Linked DNA regions of Hordeum vulgare: region 2 is linked to region 1. Evidence: chromatin contacts called from public Hi-C data. All regions are on one chromosome and are shown on one strand. The core of a region is the stretch at or near the end of the contact, and the rest is flanking DNA. Distances in the headings are between cores, read along the strand shown. Region 1 holds the start of LOC123395473 (probable protein phosphatase 2C 67). Region 2 holds the start of LOC123395686 (ubiquitin-conjugating enzyme E2 36-like).

Evidence for each region. Hi-C and Micro-C count contacts between places; a contact is called where the count stands out from the background.
Region 2: a Hi-C map of seedling shows a contact between it and region 1, with 4 times the contacts expected there. The contact joins the promoter of LOC123395686 here to the promoter of LOC123395473 in region 1. A contact is called at or near these places in 3 of 6 Hi-C or Micro-C datasets (leaf and seedling).

What each region holds. Positions count from the first base shown.
Region 1 is chr5H:387,095,835-387,100,204 of MorexV3_pseudomolecules_assembly, forward strand. It overlaps LOC123395473 (probable protein phosphatase 2C 67), which reads right to left and starts at 2,286. Exons shown (of 11, transcript XM_045090479.1): 1 at 2,118-2,286; 2 at 828-1,239; 3 at 648-756. The coding sequence starts at 1,174.
Region 2 is chr5H:387,358,011-387,362,562 of MorexV3_pseudomolecules_assembly, forward strand. LOC123395686 (ubiquitin-conjugating enzyme E2 36-like) reads right to left here and starts at 1,662. Exons shown (of 8, transcript XM_045090719.1): 1 at 1,495-1,662; 2 at 1,367-1,394; 3 at 988-1,074; 4 at 118-176. The coding sequence starts at 1,530. It overlaps LOC123399942 (phosphoenolpyruvate carboxylase 2), which reads right to left. Exons shown (of 10, transcript XM_045094332.1): 10 at 4,164-4,552. The coding sequence ends at 4,357.

The sequences.
Region 1 (4,370 bases), core at 1,036-3,535:
ATAAATGGTCAAGTGATCTAATAGATATCAATTCCTCATCGACCAGACGAAAGGAGAAGATGCAAAGTGCATAATCATAAATGGAAGCTATCATGAAAAGCTTCGCCTTGATTGCACACAAAGATATTCCAGGGAAACATTAGTTAAATAGGCATGGAAGCAGAAGATAAAATGAAGATAAAATTTCCTAAAACAATATACCTAGGAGACAACAGTTGAGTAGGCATAGAAGGAGAAGAAGAAAAAATGAGGATAGAAATTACTAAAACTCCGATGAGACAGTAGTTAAATAGACAAAGAAGCAGAAGAAAACATCAGGAAAAGTATTACTGAAACACCATTCCAAGGAAGATGCAAAGAAACCATCTGAGTGTAGCATTAAAAAATGAAAAAAAAAAAGGGGGTAACGGTAAAAAAAGGCCCATCTATATGAGTAGGGATGCAAGCGGGGCGGGCTAGCAGACAATACCATAGTACAAGTGCAGTGTTAGTTTTAAGTAAATGAGGAACTAATTGGTGAGTTTCGAGGGACGAAGCACGATGCTGCTTGCACCCCTATGTATGAGCAACTGAAGACAGAACAAATACACCATAACATACTAATGATTAATGAAAACATTGAACAGAAGCAGACAATGTGAACAGACCAACTCACGTGGTAATCCTGCAGCAATAACGTGCGGGTGTAAGTGCTTCTGTGCATACTCCGCAGCCAAGCGGCCACCATGCCCATCATATATTGCGAAATGTGCGCATCTGCATCAAGCTACTTACATTAGCTACATACATTGCATGCAAGTAATTAATATGAAGAGAAAGAGGGGCACCTCAAATTTCCAGGAGATCCCATGCTAGCATCAGGAAGCACTACCCAGGCATCCTCCATTGTATGCCTGCAGCCCTTGTCTTCTGCAGCATCGGCTTCAATACTAGTTAGTATCATCTCTTGCTGACTTGGAACTTTCGAGATGGTTGTGGATTTCTCATCCGAGATGCATGGGTCTAGCGGCAAGTTGCTTCCCTTTTGAGAGGTGTCTCTCTTTTCGCCATTTGCTTCTTGAGAACTAGCAGTCTCCACGTGACAATCCTTTTCAGTAGAAGTGGCAGCACCTTTTGGGCGCTTTGATTCCCAATCTTCATTGCTGGAACTGGCTTCACGCTTTTGATGAGTCATGGATATAATGAGACTAAACTCTAAAGCTTCCAATAGTGTATCGATTTCACCAATTTAAGGCACCACTGGATGAACAACACATAAATGTCAGGAAATGTTGCCTAGAAGCTAAAAACAAAGGTTTGACGGAAAAAATGGAGGGCGCTAACTGTGTAGTAGCAGAAGAAAGATATGCTTAGGCAAACTATAGCAAGGAGGCAAGCTAAACAAGAACCAGCCCACCAACTTAGTTGTGTCACGGATCTCATAAGTAGCATAGTACTTACGAGCAATAACCCTGCATATATAAAATGCCTATACAAAGATATCAGCGAAACATCAATACATGCTCACACACAGTGGCGAATCTAGGACGAATTCAGTACAAGGGCTGAAACTGGACTAAGATGGGCTGGAACTAGGCTGAGATGGGCTGGGATAGGCTGGATTTTAATTTCGGAGGGCAGGCTTCAGCCTGTTGAAGCCTGCCTAGAATCGCGGCTGCTCACACAGATAAACTAAATTGATGTATGGAAATGATAATCGATGTTCCCTCAAAGTCAAAGCTATAATTTTATTCCTGTTTTCCCCAAAAAAGAAAAGGACTGGTAACTAGGTGGTCAACCCACATCAAACAACATATTGCCCTAACTAGATTCAGACAACACAGAAACCTAGGGATTTCAATGAAGCGACTACATATCGACTGGTTCTATGGGGTAACCACACGTTAACATGACGTGATTTCGCGATGTGTACAGCCTTGCTTCCCATTATGGCTACGAGACTGGTCCTAGAATCAAAGGAGCACCTAAATCTACTAAGCAGCTACCAATAGCAGACTTTTCTTTTGGAATCGAATGGGCAACCGCAAAATATCAGCAAATCTCGAGGTGTCGCCAGTGGAGGAACCCCAACAAGTGCCGGTAAGAACAAGAACAAAACGGGTATAGCTAACCAGAACCCGGATGGTGATGACAGGTGACCTCCGGGAATGGTGGAACTTGTATCTCGGGGCCACGGGCGGGTCCGTAAGCTCGCCGATGTCGCCGGCGAGGAGCGGCGGAGGTAGCTGGGGGTCTGGCCGGTGGGGAATCGATGGGACGATAACAAGCGGTCACACGTCTCGTCTGGACTATGGGCTAGTAGAAGAAGGTCCATTGTAGCCCAACTTTAAATGGGCCACTCACAAGATATAATGAAAGTAATGGAGCAACTGTTTAGTTCAAAAGATATAAACTAAGCACAAAAAATAGGTCAGTATTGAACGTCCGCGACCGTCAGATCTGCAGAGCGCATTGTTAGATCTATCCATGCAGCAAATTTTCTTCGATGCAACAAATTGCGTTCATGATGCAGCAATTTTAGTCAACAGTTGCAACAAAAATATAATTGTAGCAAAAAAAATATTTAGATGATCGTAGCAAAAAAACCGAAGTTGATGGTGCGTACTAGCAAAACAAAATAAAGGTTGTAGCAAAACAATCCGGTGAACTCGGGTTGCAACTCTGACGAACACGTATGCAACTTTTTTAGTGAACGGTTGCAGCAAAAAATGATGCCGGTTGTAGCAAAAAATCCAACGAACTCAAGTTGCAACCAAACGTGGATGTAGCTTTTTGAATGGACAGATTGTAGCAAAAATGAAAAACGTTTGTATCAAATTCACACATGGTTGCAGCAAATCTGATGAAAAAATGTTGCATACACCTGGCCAGCTAGGCGCGCGGCCTGCGCGCGACCGGCCAACGATTCGACCGGCGCGCCGGGTGAAAGCGTTTCCCCAATGAATATTATTTATCACACGTTGAAGGATGATCATATGTTTACACTAGTAAAAGTATGAACCTTATTTCCAAACATTTATATAACGTTTTTTCAATGTTTAATACTTATTATCTTGCTGTTTTTATTTATTCACGTTGTAAAAATCTATTTCTACTATCCATACTACACCCGTATCACTATCTCTTCGTCGAACTAGTGCACCTATATAATTTACCATTGTATTGAGTGTGTTGGGAAACAGTAAATTTCTTGTATTCGATTGCAGGATTGTGTGAGAGAGATCATCTTCATCCTACATCTCCCAAGGATTGATAAACCTTAGGTCATCCATTTGAGGAAAAATTTGGGTCGCCTACAGAACTCTACGCTTGGAGGCTCAACAACACCTACAAGAATAAAATTGTGTAGTAGACATCAAGCTCTTTTCTAGCGTCGTTTGTCAGTGCTTGAAGGTATATCTTTAGATCTTGCAATTGAGTCTTTTAGTTTCTTATTTATAATTAGTTTATTTTATAAAATAAAAATACAAAAAAATGGAATTCAGGTGGCCTCAAATGCTTTGTCTTTATAATGCCTTTCGTGAAAATGATGGATCAGAAAATTGTGCCAATTTGTTAGAAGAAGAGTTCAATAAAATGTTTGGCATTAAATCATTGAATGAGGAGTGTGATAGCAATCTTGTTAGTATGAATTCTATAAATATCCATGATGCTAATGGTATGCAAAGCCACAAGCTTTGGGATGCTATGTTTTTATAAAGATGTGCCCCAAGTTTTGATGAGCAAATTTATTATGATGAAAGCGTGTCTCTATTTGTGATGATTATATTGATGAAAGTGGGTTTGGAAGAGTGTCAACTCTAGGTACTATGATTCCACTATTTTGGAGGGTGTTGAATCTCATTGGAATAATTATGAAACTTGATTTGGAGAGGTCTGGACTTTATTTAGTGATGAGTTCACTATCTTGGAAGCGGTTTCAATTGATTATGACAACAAAGTTGCTATCTATGATGATTATGATGATGACATATATGCTATAAAGAGTAATAATAACCATGAAACTTGTCATCATGATTTTAATGTTTAATTGGATTATGCCAATAAAGTATCACATGACAGTTGTTTTCTTGAGTTTGCGCCCACCATTATTATGAATGATAATATGTTTGCTTGTGTGGGTAGTAATGAAAATTCTATGCTTATGTATCATGAAAAGAATGTTGTATGTGATAGTTATATTGTTTAATTCCTTCATTGTGCTACTGAAAATTATTATGAGGGAGGAACATATGTTTGTAGGCATTGCAATAATATCAAGTTTCCTCTCTATGTGTTCAAAGTTTTGAAGTCATGCTTGTTTTGCCTTCCTATGCAAGTTGATTCTTGATACAATAAATTGTTTTCTTTTAAACTCCCTATGCATAGGA
Region 2 (4,552 bases), core at 412-2,911, 260 kb after region 1:
TGAACCGAATGCACATAAGAACTTAGTCTACATGAAACTTGGAAAAAACATCACCAAAATTACAAATCCACAAAGTCATAGCACTGCAATACTTGAAATAAAGCAACAATGAAACACCTTTGGCGGAGCCATTGGATATTCTTCAGGTAAAAACAACTCAAGTTTGAATACTCCTCCTGGCAAGTAATCAAACTAACAGTTAACAAGAGAGGATACTGATTTACATGTTTGAAATAGCCAACAACATAAAGATAAGTTAGTCGTAATAACTAAGGAGCTAGGAATGCAATAATGGAGGTAAAGAGGATGCAGTAATCATCACATGACAAAATGAACCATATCAGAAGTTTGTGTTGAGAATTGAGATACTACTAGCATTACAGGGAGCATCCAGGACATTCAAGCATTTCCAGATACGGGGAAAAATTGTGACTTAATTGCAAGCCTATTTAGGAGTCAGGAGTTGGAAAGCGATACATCTCAGGACAATGGTGCTATCTATGTGATACCAGCAGAAGATACAACCCTCACATTTTCCAGATGCTTATATTTCAGGAAACAAATGATGCTTCCATGAATTTTGCAGAAACAAGAACGTTCAATAACTAACCAAAAGAATGCTACTTGCATTGCGCCGAAATTCCTATGAAGTGTGTGAAACCATGTGTGCGCGCGCACAGCGAGGTTAGACTGTATGTCATTTCCCTTAATTGTGACACACAATAAATATGGCTTCTTTGTTTCTTAATTATGGCATCACTTTTCTCTAAGAAAATTAAGCTCGAGCTATCCTTAGTCATGTCCAACAGCTACAAATCACTATAAGAATCCACATACTGCGATGAATTTTCTTAGTACAGTTGATTGGGTCCTAAAATTGGTCTACCATTTCGACAGCCAATTAGAGCATTGCATTGCCAACTCCGCAGTTAATGCCAAAGGCAACTAAAGTACAGAACAGAAGAACGGAAGGAGAATATTTGACACCTTCATACGGCGACTGCGTTGGGCCAAGGATCATGACATTGAAGTAGCGCATGTTCTCCTCCGATGGTGAAGCGCTGATCCCAGGAGCTGCAAGAACATAACAAGAACAGTGCCCGGGAACCTCAACAGACCATCCCAAGATTGTCTTTACATATTTAAGGAACAGCTAAAGTAGGGACCGACTCTTCACAGTCAGAATGCATAGGGTAGTAGAAATAACTGAAGCTTTAGTATTAATTAACCGAGATAAACAAACAAGAGATTAGAGGATCTATTGAAGCTAACTGGAGATTACTACAACTGATTCGGAGCAAAAATAGGGCAAAAACAAACTCGTAAAACAGCATCTGCTTCTGAGTAGAGGCATCACAGATCTCACCTGGCTCGCTGAGCAGCCGCTGCGTCTCCTGCAGGAAGCAACACCCACCGAAAATCACGAAAATCGCACGGAAAGGAGCGGGAAAAGTGGGAGGGGACGGAACAGGAGCGCACGGAAGGGTTATTTACCTTGATGATGCGGCGGGGGAGGTTGCTATTGGCCATGGCGGGGCTAGGGCTAGGGTTTCGTGGTCGATCGCGGCGGAGGGGAGGGGAGGGGAGGAGGAAGGGGAAGTACCAAAGGAAGCGGCGTCAGCGAACAATGATCCTTCCTGGTGTGCAGTTTGGTCCCTGTTGTTTGGGGGTTTTATGAGGCTATACTATAGTGCGGAGGGGGTTGGGACTTGGGTACTGCTCCGGATGATATGTGGGGTCGGGTCCACAAGACAGTGACACTGCATGGTACGCTATTGTAGAGAGATACTCCCTCCGTTCCTAAATACTCCATCCATTCCAAAATATAAGACATTTAGAGATTTCACTAAAAGACTACATACGGAGCAAAATGAGTGAATGTATACTCTAAAATATGTCTACATACATCCGTATGTAGTTTATAGTGCAATTTCTAAAAGGTCTTATATTTAGGAACAGAGGGAGTATAAGTCTTTCTAGAGGTTTCATTAGAGGACTACATACGGATGTATATAGACATGTTTTCAGTGTAGATTCATTCATTTTCTTCCGTATGTAGACCCTTAGTGAAATTTCTTTAAAGACTTATATTTAGGAACGGAGGGAGTAGGATTTAGATTGTTTCTCATTTGCTGCCTGGTTTTTTCTTTTGGAACTGGTTTGCTACCTAAATTTGGAGTGATGCTGATGTTTTCGCAAATGATTTTTAACGATGTCAAATCTTGACACTTGCAACCAACACTCAAACAACCAATATTGCTAGAAAAAACGATAAGATATGCAGTACATCTTCTTTCGTAGATGTTCAGCAAAGTGGTTCATCCAAAATATAGACATTCTTCAAGATGTGACTTTGACTCTAGTTCTTGATATGAATATAAAACGATGACTTTAGATTGTGAATGTTTCTCATGGAAATTTGATAATATTATTTTTATTAACGAACCTTACTAATTTTTCTATACGCTGATAGTACTAAGTTAAGAGTTTTTTTTTTGGTGAGGATACTAAATTAAAAGTTTGAGTACACTTGTTTTATTATGTTGTTTACTTTAGACTTGATGTAGCAAATTTATAAAATTATGTTTGATGCTATGCTAAATATTAGTATAATAGAAATTGAATTTGAAGAGAACATGCTTCTCCATGTTTGAAAGATGCTTTTTCATGGCTCAGCCTGAAAAATCAAGTTAGGACCAATTGTAGACTGGGTTTAAGACAGGTACAATGATGACATATGGATACATATGTTCTATAATAAAAAGTAACTTGAGGCATCTATATTGATTTTATTTTCTTTTCAATGCAAGCTATCACTAATGGGCCTCATCAAAAAATAAAAAATAAAGACTTTAATACATATGCATCTCTACTTTTCACTCTAATTTTTTCAGCTTTTTCTCTTCAAGCACCCGCCTCCTGCAAAGGATCCCGCTTCTTCATCCGAACCAATTTTTCTGACATCTGATATTACATGACATACGAGGCATCACCCTGAGGCTATGCATTGTACATGCCCTATACTCCTCTTTTCTGTGTATTGTGCATCATTTATGCATCCATGCTTTGGACGGACCATATAGTGCCATCGTATGTGTGCTAGAGCCGATGATGTGAAGCGGTGCGAGAAAGTGCAGCTGGTCAAAAGGGAGAAACGGAATGTGGGTCATTTGGATACTCACTGCATAGAAGTTACTAAATGTGTTGTACGTAACAATTATAGTTCAGGAGAAACGGAATGTGGGTCATTTTGAATCCTACTGCAAATTTTTTTTGGATAAAAATCATTGGCATTCCAACGAATGTTAGGAATGCAAAATTTTGATCCAAAAATGAAACTAATTCATAAAATGGATTGTCTGCGAAAAAAAATCATTAGCTGACCCTTTTCTGGGACACCTTTGTTTTAGGCATCACACTACACTGTGCGACGCCTAAGGCATAGGCGTCACACTATACTGTGTGGCGCCTAAGGCAAAGACGACGTACAGTGTAGTGTGACGCCTGACTATTGGTCGTCATACAAAGGGGTCAGTTGGATGAAAATTTCGTCATACAAAGGGGTCAGTTGGATGGAAATTTTTCAAACGTGGTTCAGTTTGTGAAATACTTTCGCTCCTGGATCAAATTTGTTAAATTTGCCCGAATGTTAGGCCATGTTTGGGTATATTGATTTCATTAACAAAAACAAAATATACGATCTTGGTGGCGTGACATAGGGATCCAACATCTAATCAATCAACTTCCAACAGGTAGCTCCAGCCACCAACCAACTTCCTACAGGGATGATGATCCGCCTACGTTTTTGGTTACGCATTGTATCTGTCGATTTCGCAATAAAGTGCTAAGAGGTTTTTCTCTTAAAAAAAAACATCATGGTTATCTTCGCCCAGATCTCCTTTTTCCTCTGCAATCCATCTCATTCAACTATCTAGCAAAGCGCACTTACAAACATAAAGGCTGCCATTTCAAATGTGTTCTAATCAGAAGGCATAAAAGCTGCAATCTCAGACGCAACAACTTTCTTCGGATACACTGATTTAAGCTAGAAGGCACCACAAAATTTAACTGATTGACATTCTAATAATATTCAGACACTGGAAACAGTATAAACGCCCAATCCAGTACATTGTTAAGTGTTCCAAGTACGACTAACAAACAGATTAGAAATTATCATCGTTTGCCTTTATTTATAAATATTATATTATACTTGCGAAATGCCATTATTCCTCACTGGGTAGAGGGGCAGATGTAGCAGCTACATCCGCAAGATACAAGCAAGGCCCACGGCCCTCGATAAAAGGAAATATCTCATCAAGGTACAAAATGAAGATGATCCAGCAATCTCCCCTTGCCCTAACCGGTGTTCTGCAAACCGGCAGCAATTCCCTTCATGGTTAAGATGAGGGTATCCTCCAGCCCCGGCGCGTACTCACTCGCCGGGTTCAGCGTCACGAGCTCGGCAGCCGGCTTGCTCGTGTCCATCACCTCCTTGGACAGATGGGGGCGCAATGCAACATGGTAGTCTGGGTCACGGATCCTCTTCAATGTG